3 separate regions of the Mus musculus genome follow, and all the other regions are linked to region 2. A link is a contact called in public HiChIP or PLAC-seq data. All regions are on one chromosome and are shown on one strand. The core of a region is the stretch at or near the end of the contact, and the rest is flanking DNA. Distances in the headings are between cores, read along the strand shown.

Evidence for each region. HiChIP or PLAC-seq counts read pairs in DNA pulled down with a chosen protein or histone mark.
Region 1: a contact with region 2 is called in an H3K4me3 HiChIP or PLAC-seq map of embryonic stem cells, with 10 read pairs. The contact joins the promoter of Arntl here to the promoter of Tead1 in region 2. A contact is called at or near these places in 2 of 484 Hi-C or Micro-C datasets (embryonic fibroblasts and embryonic stem cells) and 3 of 115 datasets of contacts at active chromatin or transcription factors (embryonic stem cells, extraembryonic endoderm stem cells and pancreatic cancer cells).
Region 3: a contact with region 2 is called in an HNF4G HiChIP or PLAC-seq map of pancreatic cancer cells. The contact joins the promoter of Usp47 here to the promoter of Tead1 in region 2. A contact is called at or near these places in 2 of 115 datasets of contacts at active chromatin or transcription factors (epiblast stem cells and pancreatic cancer cells).

What each region holds. Positions count from the first base shown.
Region 1 is chr7:113,204,698-113,209,226 of GRCm38.p6, forward strand. Arntl (aryl hydrocarbon receptor nuclear translocator-like) reads left to right here and starts at 2,768. Exons shown (of 20, transcript NM_007489.4): 1 at 2,768-2,947.
Region 2 is chr7:112,676,317-112,680,734 of GRCm38.p6, forward strand. Tead1 (TEA domain family member 1) reads left to right here and starts at 3,040. Exons shown (of 13, transcript NM_009346.4): 1 at 3,040-3,410.
Region 3 is chr7:112,020,646-112,025,282 of GRCm38.p6, forward strand. Usp47 (ubiquitin specific peptidase 47) reads left to right here and starts at 2,861. Exons shown (of 29, transcript NM_001357952.1): 1 at 2,861-3,101. The coding sequence starts at 3,063. It also overlaps Gm3960.

The sequences.
Region 1 (4,529 bases), core at 1,518-4,017, 530 kb after region 2:
TGTCTACTAGTGGTAGAAAAAAGCAAGATAAAAAAGAAGATAATCAAGGCACATGGAGGGCTAGAGTCTTAACCCACCCCCATCCCCGGTTTGGCCAGCTATTCCTTGGTGAACCTTTTTTGTAGTAGGACAATGTATCATCAAGACAGAGGCAGCTAGAGTTACTATAAAATTCTCTTTGTTGATTCCAATGAGGTTCCACCCACACATCCTGTCCTTCCATCCCTTCCGGGCCCCAAAGAGTAAGTCTAATTTCTCCTCTATTTGACAGCTCTTCAAATATGTGAAGAAAGCTACCTTGTACTCCCCGGGGCAAAAACTTCTGTTTCCTTTCATCTTTCCTCATGTGGCATAGTTTCTAGTCTCATTACATCCTGATCTCTCTCCTTGTGCACAGTGATAATTTTTCTTTGCCAAGTCTCAGTCACAGGCAACTCCATGTGGGTACTGATCAAGACAGCCCATGTTGCTTTCTCTTAGACTTTCAGTGGTTGTCCGGAGACAGCATTCTTTCTCTGGGCAGCCACAAATCTCTGTGGACTGAGACTGAGTTGTGTGTGACTTAGGGCTCCCATCTTGTTCTTTTATGCATCTGTTCAGACACCTCTGCCCTACCCTGTCTAAGAACAGCAGGCTTCCCAAGATGGGACCCTATTAAGGAGCCCATTGTTCCCTATCAAATTTGGCTGGTGTTAAGTAGTATCTCTTCCTCTGTTGGCTTTCTGTTACCTGGAAAATGAATGCAAAGTTCCTAGTTTTTCTTTCAGGACATGGGTAAAAATCCTGAGTCTGGGCCTAGTTGAGAGCCTTGCACCATTTTTTGGTAACTGGCCTGATGTGAGCCTTTAGCGTGGAAGCCACATTTAGAACATGACTGACACTTTATTTGTAGAATGGGGTAAGAACTGCTTTCTGCACAGGGTGGTTGTCAGGATACAGGGGTTGAAAAAAAAGGAGGGAAAGCTTTTAGCACATGCCCGGCACACAACACGGTAGAGAGATATTGTGGGATGCATCAGCCAGCATCTTCAGGTTACTGGTACTTAGCTAGCTATTAGTCCATTTAATTAGGTCAGCATCCAGCCCACATTTCCATCTTGTAAGTAATATCTTTTCTAATGCTGTATTAAAGTTCCATCTACACAGAGAGATTCCTTCACAGAACAGGACAGAGAAAGAATAAATCTGCTTTGAAACTCAGGGGAAGTGGGAAGTTACCCATGAAGTTCTTTGGTCTTGAAGCCAATTCACATTTCAACCAAGGCTGTGTGCCTTGCAAAGGGCTGGACATGGGTCATGGCTTTATAAGCATTGAAATGCTGCCTTGTGTCCCAGGAACCTGCCTGTCTAGAATTCATTCTATAGTCACACGAGCTGGTCCACTTCACATAAGTGAGTCGAGTGTTTTGATCCCATTTGTTCATGGATCCAGCCCACATTTGCAGAGTACTTTCTGGGTGTCAGCCCTATCCCCAACACCCCACCCAGGCCCCTCCAGCACATGCTAAAGGGGAGGGAGCACACATGGTTCAAAAAGGACGAAGTGGCCTTGCTATCAGGAAGTTTAACATTTAGAAGGTTTGCCAGTTGTTTGAAGGTAGAAACAAGACAACTTCTTTCCCTCTCCCCCTCTCTCTCTATTTCTCCCTCCCTCCTCTTCCTCCCCTCTCTCTGTCTCTTTCTTTAAAAATAAATAAATAAATCTCTGAGCAGGTGGTGCCTCGGGAGGCAAAAGCAGGCGGATCTCTGTGAATTGGATTCAAAGCCAGCTTGATGATCTACAGGAGTTCCAGGATAGCTAGGGCTACAACAGAACAACTAACCACCCAAACAAACAACTTTGCAACTTTTCTTTCTTTCCCGCTCCTTTGATACTTTTGCAAAGTACATTTGCTAGGGCCATGTCCATAACATGTAATAGAATCTTGCTCAGGTCTCACCCTGTGGCCCCGGCTAGCTCAGTACTCGCGATTATGCCCCTGCCTCAGCTTCTTGAGGGTTGGAATTACAGACTACGCCACCACCCCCGGGAGACTTCTCTTCCGATCGGGAATGACAGCTCCACTGGACGCTTGGAGGTCAAGAGAAAAAAAAAAAAAAAAAAAAAAAGAACGCGCGATCCGGTTAGTCGTCGGAAGGAAAAGTCTTCTAAATGCGCTAGCTATTAGCGCTGTGGTTCCGACTAGGACAAGCCAGGGGTTTCAGGAAGGTTCTGTCACTCTGTGTTCCTAAAATGTGGTTTCCTAGATGGAGCTGGAGAGGGATGGGCGAAGAGATGCGGCGTTTTCTCAGTGTTCTGCGAGCCAGGAAGGGGACGGAGGAGGAGGGAGAGCTGAGAGGCAGTCACTAGCCAGGGACGCGGCTGAGGAGCAGGGGACAACGGCGAGCTCGCAGAGTCCGCAACGCAGTGGCCTCAGCGAGCTTTAGACCTGAGGGGGAAAACCGAGGGCTGGGGCAAGAAATCCACAGAGCGTGCCAATTGGTCCACTCCTCGGGGCGTGTGCTTCTGTGCGCCAAATGATTGGTGAAGGGAAAGTAGCAGGTAAACCAGCCCTGCCGTCTTGCCATTGGTCAGAGGCTTTCCTATCGGTCACTCGATTGGCTAGCCTAACGCAGAGCAGAACGCGAATTGGTTTGGGTTGTCCGCCAAGACAACTCCGTTCGCTCTCTCTGATTGGCTAACGGGAAGAGGCAGGTATCCGGGCTGCGCGGCTCCTCCATTGGTGGGCGGGGAAGGGGGGTTGGGCACAGCGATTGGTGGGCGGGGGGCCGGGCCTGGGCCGGCGGGGAGCGGATTGGTCGGAAAGTAGGTTAGTGGTGCGACATTTAGGGAAGGCAGAAAGTAGGTCAGGGACGGAGGTGCCTGTTTACCCGCGCCGGACTTGCCGCCGCCGCCGCCGCGGGATCCGAGTGCGGGTGCGGGCGCGGGCGCTCGCAGCGAGCCACGGTGAGTGTCGGCATGGCTGCGGGCAGCAGCCGTCTCGGGGCGTCCCGTCGGGGGTCGCGAGTTCCCGGGCGGGCGCACCGCCCCCGCCCGCGGCGCAGCCGGGCCGCCGGGAGCCCTGCCCGACGTGCCCGCTGCCGGCCTTAAAGGGCCCGTGCGGCTCCCAGCCCCCACCTAGCCTCGGGGAGGCTGCGCCCCTTAAAGGCGCCGCTCCCGCGCACCCCCATCTTCCCCGCCTGGGCTGCACAGCGGGCGGGGGAGGACTGGGGGGACCCTGGGACGCTGTCAGCGGGTGCGCCCACCTTCCCCGCGCGGGCATCACCACCTGGCTCGGGAGGGGGCGGCCAGCGGCCTCTTAAAGAGACAGCAGTACCGGGTGGCAGCAATGACCCGAACCTGGGAAGAGCTCCGGGATACATCCCCGGGAGCTTCTGGATCCCCGAGGAGATGGCCGGGACGCGGGCAGAACGATGCTATGCGGCGCTTGCCTGGTCAACCCTTCTACACTTCTCCCTCGGGAGCCGGGTGGGGGCGGGGAGGGCGTCTCCGTCAAGTCGGGGAGTCCGTACTGGTACGTCCCTATGGCCTGTCTTGGGGCTGGCGCGGACCCCGGGAATCCCCTGGCTGGCTTGGACCAGGCCCACGGACAGCCGTCGGGCCTGCGCTGTCCGGTACCTGGGTGGTCCTGGAGGATGTGTCTTCCCCGTTGGGTCTGGGAGTAGGTACCCGATGGCGTGGGGACTGTGCCCTGTGCCCGGTAGGCGTCAGAGACCCAAGGAGTGCGCAGCAGAGGCTTCACTCCGATGCGGGTTTGACAGATAATCGGGGAAGAGGAAGGTTTCCACTGGAGATTACCCCAGTGTAGACAGCTTGGGGTGCTCGGGTTTGCAGGGAGAAGTCAAAGATAGAATTTTAGGCAGACTCGGGGCGCACATGGAAGCCATCCCCGGGGTCGCGTAGCGGGTTGTGTTCGGAAATGAGTGCGTTGGACACCGGTGTGTGTGTCTGTCAGAGTTGCGCTGGCCAAGCTGACATGATCGCCCCTTACCTGTTCGGGGTGCACCTTCTCCAGTCCTTTCCCTACATTTAGCCTAGTTTTGACCCTCTGACCCCTTGAGATCTGGCTCCTCTCCTGTCTTAAGTTGCTACTTTTAAAGTAAGAAATCATTAATCAAGTTTTCTCACCTAACTTCCAAAAATCAGAGACTGTAATCACGACCAATTACTTTTTGACAGTACCAGTATTGCCAAGATCTTCGTTGTGGGTTTTGTTTTTATGTCCAGGAAAACTGATCATTAAATGCTTTTTTTCCTACTGCTCTTGCTTGTCATTTTTCCTTTTCACATTTGCTGCTGTGCCCTCTTTCAATCTATTTTTACTTAACAACTATTATTTTTATTCTTAAGTTCCCATTGATACCAGGATCTGTCAATTTGGGTTGGTGGATTTTCTAATTAATGTACTAGTTGAATCATGAGCTTAAAATAATCATTGCTGCTCTTGAGCAGTTTTGAATAATCTCAGGCTCCCTGTGCTTGCAAGAAAGAGGGGAGGATGGTTCGCTGCTGTTAAATTTGATTCCCA
Region 2 (4,418 bases), core at 1,790-4,289:
GTTATCTTACTTCTCTGGTCCTCAGCTTGTCTATCTATAAAATGATAAAAGTACTTAACTCAAGGCTGAGAGAGATGGCTCAGCAGTTAAGAGTGCTTACTGCTCTCAGTTTCCAGTGCCCAAATGATGCAGCTTGCAACTCTTTTAACTTCTACTCCAGAGGAATCTCCCTCCCTCCCTTTTCTGGCTTCTGTAGGTACTGTGCTCACATAAACACTCTCTCTCCATATACTCATAATTTTAAAATACACTTAAAAAACAGTGCCTACGTCATAGTGGGTCAGGCGAGGCGATGCAGGGGCAGCACTTAGAACATTGCCTGGTACAGTAGTGCTTTCTATTTCTTTCAGGAGTGAGACACACAAGCATCAACTATGAATCAGAAAGAGCCGGGCGGTGGTGGCGCACGCCTTTAATCCCAGCACTTGGGAGGCAGAGGCAGGCAGATTTCTGAGTTCAAGGCCAGCCTGGTCTACAGAGTGAGTTCCAGGACAGCCAGGGCTACACAGAAAAACCCTGTCTCGAAAAACCAAACAAAACAATGAAACAACAAAACAAACAGAAAGAATCTGGATTTTCTATCCCCTGCTTGTCCCTACATCTTGTTTCTCATCTGTATAAACTGGGATAAGAATTACTATGTACAGGTGCAGTGGGGATTAATTGAGACGGTAAATGCAAAATGCTAGAGGCTAAGAATGAATTCGACTCATGAAAACTGCTATCATTTTAGCAGGTGGCAGCTGCTGTTTCCATCCTCAGATGGGTTCAATTGCTGATAGCTGGAAACTCACAGGTCCTGACCAATGTTTTGACCAATAGGGAGATGAGGAGAACACAAGGTATGAGCTAGATGGGTAGAGAGATGATGCTGCATTTCCTATTTCTGAGCAGATCCTAGACAGAATAACCTTAGCTGAATGAGACCTAACCACTGTCTCATACAGGCGAGTCTCACCAGAAGCACACATAGGTTGTGAACTAACAGAACAAATACACATGGCATACCTGGACCACGTGGCTTCAGGGTCCTGGGCAGGAGACATCTAGTTAATCAGGTCCCCACCCCCCAGTCCCCCCCCCTTTTCTTTTTTTGTCTCCCTTCTCCTCTTCCAGAGAGGATCCAATTCTTTAGTTCAGGATTTCCTCAAACTCTCACCAATCCTCCTGCCTCAGCCTCCTGAATGCTGGGATTATATTGCTACTGTGTCCGGCTCCAGCTGAACAGGCTTCCTTGGAGAAAAGGTTTTTAGCATACATATCAAAGAATATGTGTTTTGATGGAAATAAGCTGTAGAACGTACAGGCCGAGGAGTTATAGCATATCATGATTAGCTTTGGAAGTTTGGCCAAGGATTCTTAGCTTAGTAGAAATGAGAGAACACCAAATTGTCAGGAGCAACTGGAGTCTGAAGGGTAACTGGCCTGTCATGGGCAAGATAAATACTGGTTTAGAAATGTACCCACTGGTAGGCTCGCCCTGCTACCAGACATAAAAATCTCTTATTTATTTATGTTTACAAATGTTTTACCTGCACGTGTACACCATGTTTGTGCCTGGTGCTCCTGGAACTGGAGTTACAGACTGTTGAAAGCGACCATGTGGGGAACCTGACAGGAGCCTGGTCCTCTGCAGAGCAGCAAGTGCTTTTAACTGCTTCTGGCGTTTTCTGCCCTCTGTCTTATTCGCTGGTGTTAATGGAAGGCTATCTGGAAAAGAGACATACACCTGCCAGAGTTTTAAAGGGAAAAATCGTCGTGTATTTTCTAATACTCTGCTCGGGTGTGTGAAGTTCTTACTGTCAACCTGTCACATTACTGCATAGTAACTGGAAATAATACACATTTGTACCTGATTGCGGTGGACATCTACACAGGTGAGAAATTATAGAATGTATAGAATTAAAAAAATACACAGTGATGTGTACAAGTTGATCTGGAAAATCTGCTCGAAAATTAATACCCTGGCTGGGATATAATTTTGGTTGACAGGCGTGGGGAAGAGCTGAGTGAAGCGAACAAAGAATGTCTCTGTATTACTTTTTACAACGGCATGGGAGTCTTCAATTCTCTTGACGTATAATTTTAAAAATGCATTAGAGAAAGATATTTCTGCCTTTAAAACGCACTGGTAATCGTTGTTTCCGATCAAACGCGCTCAGTGAGTCCCATTGGCTTTCCTGAGTTATGCACACTCCAGGAATCCTCGGGCACAAAACAGGCGCCATTAGTTTGTTCTGAAGCCAGAGCTGAAAGAAGGAAGTCCCGGTGCGGGAAGGGCCGGCTCCTTTCTGGGAAACTACGGACTGCTACCGGCCCAAACTGCCAGCATGTCTGTCCCAGCCTCCGTTAACTTTACCGGAGTTTCTCAAGTACTGAGGCGCCGTCCACTCCAAAAAGAGTTCAAACCTTTTATGATTGATTCTCACTTTCTCCATAAAGGGACGGCACAAAGCTGCTTTTTGCAGCCAGGCAAGACTTTATTTATTTTATTTAACCGGGTGCAGGATTTCTGTAGACTCAACTCGCAGCACGAGTGAGCTTCACTTCTAGAAAGACAGGGCAGGAGGCGGGCGAGGACTCCGTGACGCTCCAACCCGGAGTTCGCAAAGCCCAGAATTTGCGCGAGCACCCCGAACTTGGGTAAAGCGAAACGGCTAGAGGAGGAGTGGCGGGCTGGGGAAGCCGCCCACTCCGGCCTCAGTTTCCTGAAGAGCAACCTCCCTTCCAGCCTGGGAGCGTCGTTGCCTGTGCAAACCAGGAGGGGGTAAACTGAGGCACAGCAGGCGGAGGGCGCACACCCGGCATTCCTAGTATCCGGCCGCCCCGCCTCGGACCGCACAAAGCCCTGAGCCCCCGCCATCGCGCGCGGCTCGCTCCCCCGTGGGCGCCAAGTCCCGCCCCACGCGTCCCGCCCCACACCATGACGTCACCGCGGCGGCAGGCCCCGCCCCATCCAGGACCCGGCGGCATGACGTCACCGAGGCCCCACCCCTCCGGAGCGAGTTCGGTCCTGGCGTTCATTTCATTCCTGTCCTCATTCCGCACATTCTTCGCATCGCTCGCGCCGCGCCGCGCCGCCCGAGCCGAGCCGAGCCTCCGCGGCCCCGCCGCCCGCCGCGGGCGCCCCCCAGCACTTCGCACACTCGCTTCCAGCTCGCGGGGAGTCCGCGCGCCGGGGCCCGGGCCCGGGGCGGCCGCGGCGGGGCGCAGGCCATGCGCTGACCCCCCAGCGCGCAGCGTCGCCGGAGCGCGGGCAGCTGCCCCGGCGCGCCCTGCCCGTCCCGGGAGCCGGCGAGGCCGGGTTGGGGCTGCCCGGCGCGGGAGTACCGCAGGGAGTACCGGCTGGAGTAACGCGGGGGCGGCGGCCCAGCGCCCCGAAGTTTGCCGCGCCCGCTCGGGCTGCCGTGGTAAGTTGCGCGCGGGGCGGACTCGGGGGCGCGGGCTGTCTAGGCGTCACCGCGATCGGCGCTTTGTGTGCGGCTCCAAGAGGGGAGCGGCCCCGCCGCCCTGCAAGTTGGGCCGCAACCCTGCGCGGCAACAGGCGGCCCCGCTCGCCTTTCTGCGCGCCCCTCTCTCCAGCGTCCCTCTCCCGCGCACCTCGCTCCTTGCCTGGGAAGCGCCGAGTTTGGCGCGATCGCGGGTGGGAGAGCGTTCGGCGCGCAGCTTAGAGCCTGCAGCCCGGTGACTCCCCCGGCGCCCGGCCCCTTCGGGGTCCGCGCCGATCCGGGCTCCTCCTCCCGGGAGATGAAAGAGGGCTCTCTCGCTCTTGCCGCCTCTCCAGAGCTGCCGCCGCCGCCGCCGCCGCTCCAGTGCACATTCAAGTGGAAAATTTTCAGGAGTCAGCAGAAACATTGTGTCCAAAAAAGACTGAGTCGCACTTACCACCAAACCCGGGAGTAGACTCTCCCTGGAAAACTTCCCCTCGGTAGGAAATACTGGGGGATTTGTTTGTTTATTGGAGGAGATACGATCCCCAGGAGGACCCCAAAAAAAATCTGGGGACACTTTTAGCCTTTGTTCGCGAAAGCACCACTTGTTTTCAAAGTCTAGAGGCCCGTTTGAAAGAAAGTTCAACTTCTAGGAGTTTCCTTTTTCTTTTTTAATGCATTTTTTAAAATAATCAAAGCTACATTTTAAGAAGTGGGGCTCACACTTCACTTATCTTCTTCCCGTGAAAATAAAAGCCAGACTAATTTTCCTCGGTCTTAATCGTCTTCCTTTTTAAAGATTTATTTTAAGTTGAATGGTGTCACCCGTATAAAAATATTTATGAAACAATGAAATACCAGCCACCAGCGTTTCTCAGGAGGCTTGTTAAGTTCTTAGAAGCTGTCTGTGATTTACAGAAATGCAAATTGATCTCAGCGCTGGAAACTTACAGACAGATATTCCAGGAATCGGTAGTGTAGAAAGGC
Region 3 (4,637 bases), core at 1,611-4,110, 660 kb before region 2:
TCCCTCTCAACTCCACTGCACTGCTCTCCAGGAACTCTACTGTATTCCTGTGCTGTACTCTCTTCTTGAGACATCCATCTCAATAAATTAAATGAATAAATAAACAAGAAAAAATTAAACCTTATCAATATTTAGTCCATAGATCAACATCAGCATCTCACTATTCTTAAGTGAAAAGTATGTTCTCTGCAATGTGGGTAATAGTTCAGGGGTTCTTCACTTTATTGCTTCTTGGTATATTAAGATTTAGTCCATGTCAATTCTCTCATTATGTTTGCTAGCTTTATGTCAATTTGACACAAGCTAGAGTCATCTGAAATGAGGGAACCTCAATTGTGAAAATGCCTCTATAAGATTGGACTATATATATACAAGGTGTTTTCTTAATTGGTGATTGATGGGGGAAGGCCCAGCTACTGTGAGTTGCTGGCAGTCTTGGTGCTATAAGGCAGGCTGAGTAAGCCATGAGTGTAGGCCAATGGGCAGCACTCCTTCAGGGGCTCTGCATGAGCTCTTACCTGTTCCTGCCCTGTTTGAGTTCTTGACCAGACTTCTTTCAATGAAGGACTATGCATAAGTATAAGTCAAATAAAACCCTATTCTGCCAGGTTGCTTTGGGACATGGTGCTCCACCATGGCAATAATAACCCTGACTAAGATACTTGCTATATTATTATTTCGTTAAATCAACTTTTACCAAGATGAAAGAATCCAGAAAGGATTTCACGAAAGAGGTCATGAGTGTAAGCATGAAGGAAAAAAAGGAAAACTAGAATGGCACCTAACTTCTAACAAGGCTTCTAGAGAACCAGCTCACTTAGGAAATGGAAATGGCATGCGTGAAACAGATTTGGACATACTCCCACTTTGTGATTTTGTCCAAGATGTGCCAGCCAGGGGGACCGTGGATATGCAAGTTGAGTTATTCACCTTTAGAACAATTTACATTTCAATAGTCAAGAGAATCTTGATGCAGTATTTCTTAAAAGTCTATGATGAAGTTTCAAACATTTACATATTAAGGCTGAAGAGATGGCTCAGTAGTTAAGAGCACTTGTTGCTCTTACAGAGGACCCAAGTGACTCACAACTGCCCATAACACCAATCCCAGAGCATCTGGTGCCTCTTCCAACATCTGTGAGCTGCATGGTTGTGGTTCATGTACACTCTGATACACACAAAATAAAAAATAAAAAAAATTAAACACTCTTCCCAAACTCATCATATGTATGCTTAAACATGAAGACAGACTTTTTTGGCCTTTTCAGAAATCTGAGTAGTGTATTTAAAGAATTTTTAGTCTACTTGGATTTTTGTTTTTATTTTGTTGATTGTTTTGGGAGAAGGTATTTGACTGTTCTGGGAGAAGGAGGTAGGGATTGAATTCGGAACGCTCTGTATGCTTGGAAAGTCCTTCACCACTGCAGCCCACCTGTTAAAACATAAAAATTCTAGTTGACATTAGGAAAGATGGAAAATTAGTAGCTGAATTTCAACAAAACCCTTTGTATGGCTGGAAGCTGAAACAGATAAAAATGAGCATTGTATTAGTAATAGTAGTTGAAAATGCACTTCTTCCATTAGGATCAAAATCTTTGTGGGTTACCTTTTTCAGCTTATGACAGCTATTAAAGCCAAGTACAGAAATAACCTGAACACTGAATCAGATATTTTAATAAGTGTTTCACAAAGAATTAGCTTTTAAAAAACTAATGAAACCTAGTCAATCAGAGTGCGTTCACTAAATATTTTCAGTAGGGTTAATGGATTTTTTTATACCATTACTACTTAAAATCTCGTTTATTTTAAATGTCTGTCTTTGCTATAATTTTTAGAATTTGTAGATGTTTTACAGTGCCACAAATAGCAGAATTCTAATAAATCTTACATAACTGTATAGAGAGCTTTTCTTGGGTGTGGGGTGTTCAATAGTAACAAGTTTGGCGAACCAATAGCATAGGTAAAGGAGTTGGCGCTGTGGATGCTGGGTACATGGCACAATGGAATTAACTCAGCAGGCTGTAAGAGGACTAGTTTGCCAAAAGTCTTCATGAAAGACGTCTCACTGGGTCTTCATAATGGAAGGAGTGCGGTGAAGGAAAATGACTAATAGGAGATTTGTTTGGTCAAACACATGGTATTTACCGTCTGGGGAGATTACAAAAAAAAACATATTCAAAAGGACAGCACAGGTTGAAGCGCACCACAGCTCTGCTCTCAAAAGGCTCCCTCAGACTTGGCCCTGTAGGAGGATGACAGCAAGCCACCCAGAAGGGTGCAGGGGAGCACCTCTAAGTGTAGTGACCCCTCTTTAAGGGGCTCCAGGGGCTAGCTGATGGGCACCGAGGTCCCTAAGGAGAGTGGGGCGGCCACGAAAACATGACAGACGAGGACCAGAGCCTTGAGGGCGAAAGCCAGAAAGGCGATTTCTCTACAAGGCGCGTTGTTTACCAGCTCGAGGCCAAAGGTTCCTCAAGTGGGGCTGCAGCGGGGTCGCTGGAGACCAGGAAAGAGTCTGGGGACTGCAGGGCTGAAAGGGGGGCTTTGAACTGGAGCTCGTTCGTGACGCAGGGGCCTCGTCCCTCCCTCGGCCGACAGAGGGAGCCGGAGGATGGGAGGACCGGCTTCCCCGTAGTGAAAAGCGCCTACACCGGCTCTCAACCAGCGTAGCGCGGCGTACCCCGGGGCTGAGCAAGAGGTGAGAAGATCCCGAGCTCACGACGGCCGCCTGCATACCCCAGGCGCCAGACGCCGGGCCGCGCGCCCACTGCGTTGAATTCTCGCGAGAGCGGCGGCCGCCATTTTTCCATTGATTGCCGCGGGCCGGGGGAGGGGCGGCGGCGGCGGCGGCAGCGGCGGCGGCAGCAGCGGCGACGGCGGCGGCGCCCTGGGTCGGTGTCTGCGCGCTGGTGTCTAAGGCCTGAGCGGAGGCCTCCTCAGTTGCTGGAGCGCAGGCGGCTGGGAGGATGACTGTCGCTGCCGTTCTCTCCTGAGACACAGCCGCCGCCACCTCCACCAGGCCCCCGCAGGCAGGGCGGAGACGAGCGGTCGGAGTCTGAGCGATGGTGCCCGGCGAGGAGAACCAACTGGTCCCGAAGGAGGTGAGGGGCCGGCGGGCCAGACTAGGCCCGAAGCCTGCGGTCCGCTCGAAGTCGTGCAGGCCCCGAGCGGGAGGCAAGGCTAGGGCCGGGCAGGCGTGGGGCCGGGTGGACGGTGGGCGCGGCGGGCAGTTGGAGACCGCTGGTTCCCGGGGCCACGTAGCCGAGGGAGAGCTCCGGCTGCGAGGGGCTAACGCATCAAAGACTGGACCCGAGGAGTTGGGTTCTGCTCCCGGGGGTGGGGGGGAGTATTGCGGAGAGAAAGTGGCCTTTGAAGTCCAGACTTCACACACGTCGAGCCGAGAGAGTTAAGAGAGATCGTTTCAAAGAAAACATTCTGGAACAGTTGCCCGTGGGCAGGACGGGGTGACGGTGCTGCTTCTGGGGTTTGACAGCGTATAGCTTACGGGGCTTGTGAAATCGACACCTAAGTTGAGATCTGTGGGAGGGCAGACTTAACTGTTAAAGAGTTGTCGGTCTCCCCACCCCCCTCCCCCCAGCCTCCATTCCCCCTCCTGTTACTTCGTAGTACTATCGGCCAGCCTAAATGGGGCCTACCCAGGATCGTTGAAAAAGTAGTTAAGTGGGGCTTGAACGGGAGGGTAAGAGATAGCCGAGTTAATTTCACCATATGGAGAGACGAAACGTTGTTTTTGTGTGTAATTTTGGTCTTTTTCTGGTGTTGCCAACTTGGGTGACTTAAATTCTTAAAAGCGAGTGACATAAGACTCCCGGACTTCTTGGCTTCCCTTGAACAGTCAGTAGTAGAAGATTAAAGGTAGAATCCTGCACTGGCCAGTGGATTTCGACATATTAATAGTCCGTTGGCTTTATAAATATCCTCAGCATATTCAAACATGTATTTTTAACTGCTGGTCGTCAGGCTTAATGCTTTGGACTTTTATATCTCATATACCTTAAATAGATGCCAAGTGTTAAGTTGAAATTAGGATGGTAGGATCTTGATATTTATACACGATCATTTCGGATTCCTAAATGTTTAGGTTTTGTTTGTTTGTTTTTTAATTGTAGCAATTTGTTGCTACACAGACAACCCCTGGCACAATGCAAAGTGACTTTATTTTGTACCTGAATAGTTAAAATTTCCCATCTTTCCTTAGATGGATAATAAGTTGATTTTTAGGGTTTTGTTTTGCCGTTTTGAGGTAGGATCTTACTATGTGGACTTTGAAGTACAGACTTGGCTGGCTTGGAACTCACTTGTAGATAAGCTGGCCTGGAAATTCTTAAGAGGTTTCCCTGTCTGTCTCCCCCGATGCTGGGATTAAAAGTGTGTGCTATCAAACTCAGTGGAGTGCCTGTTTGCTGTTTAAGGCTGAGTTGTGTGTGTGTCAGTATTTTATCTGTCAGACATCTCTAAGTCTCAGTACAGCAGATAAGCACGAACTAAAGATCTTGCCTCTGGAACAGTTTCAACAACTGAGAGTTAGGAAGTCGGGAATGTGAGTCCTCCTATGGTCCAGTCCGGCATTTTGAACTTTGTACTAAGTAACAAGGAAGGAAGGAATAGGTTTTACG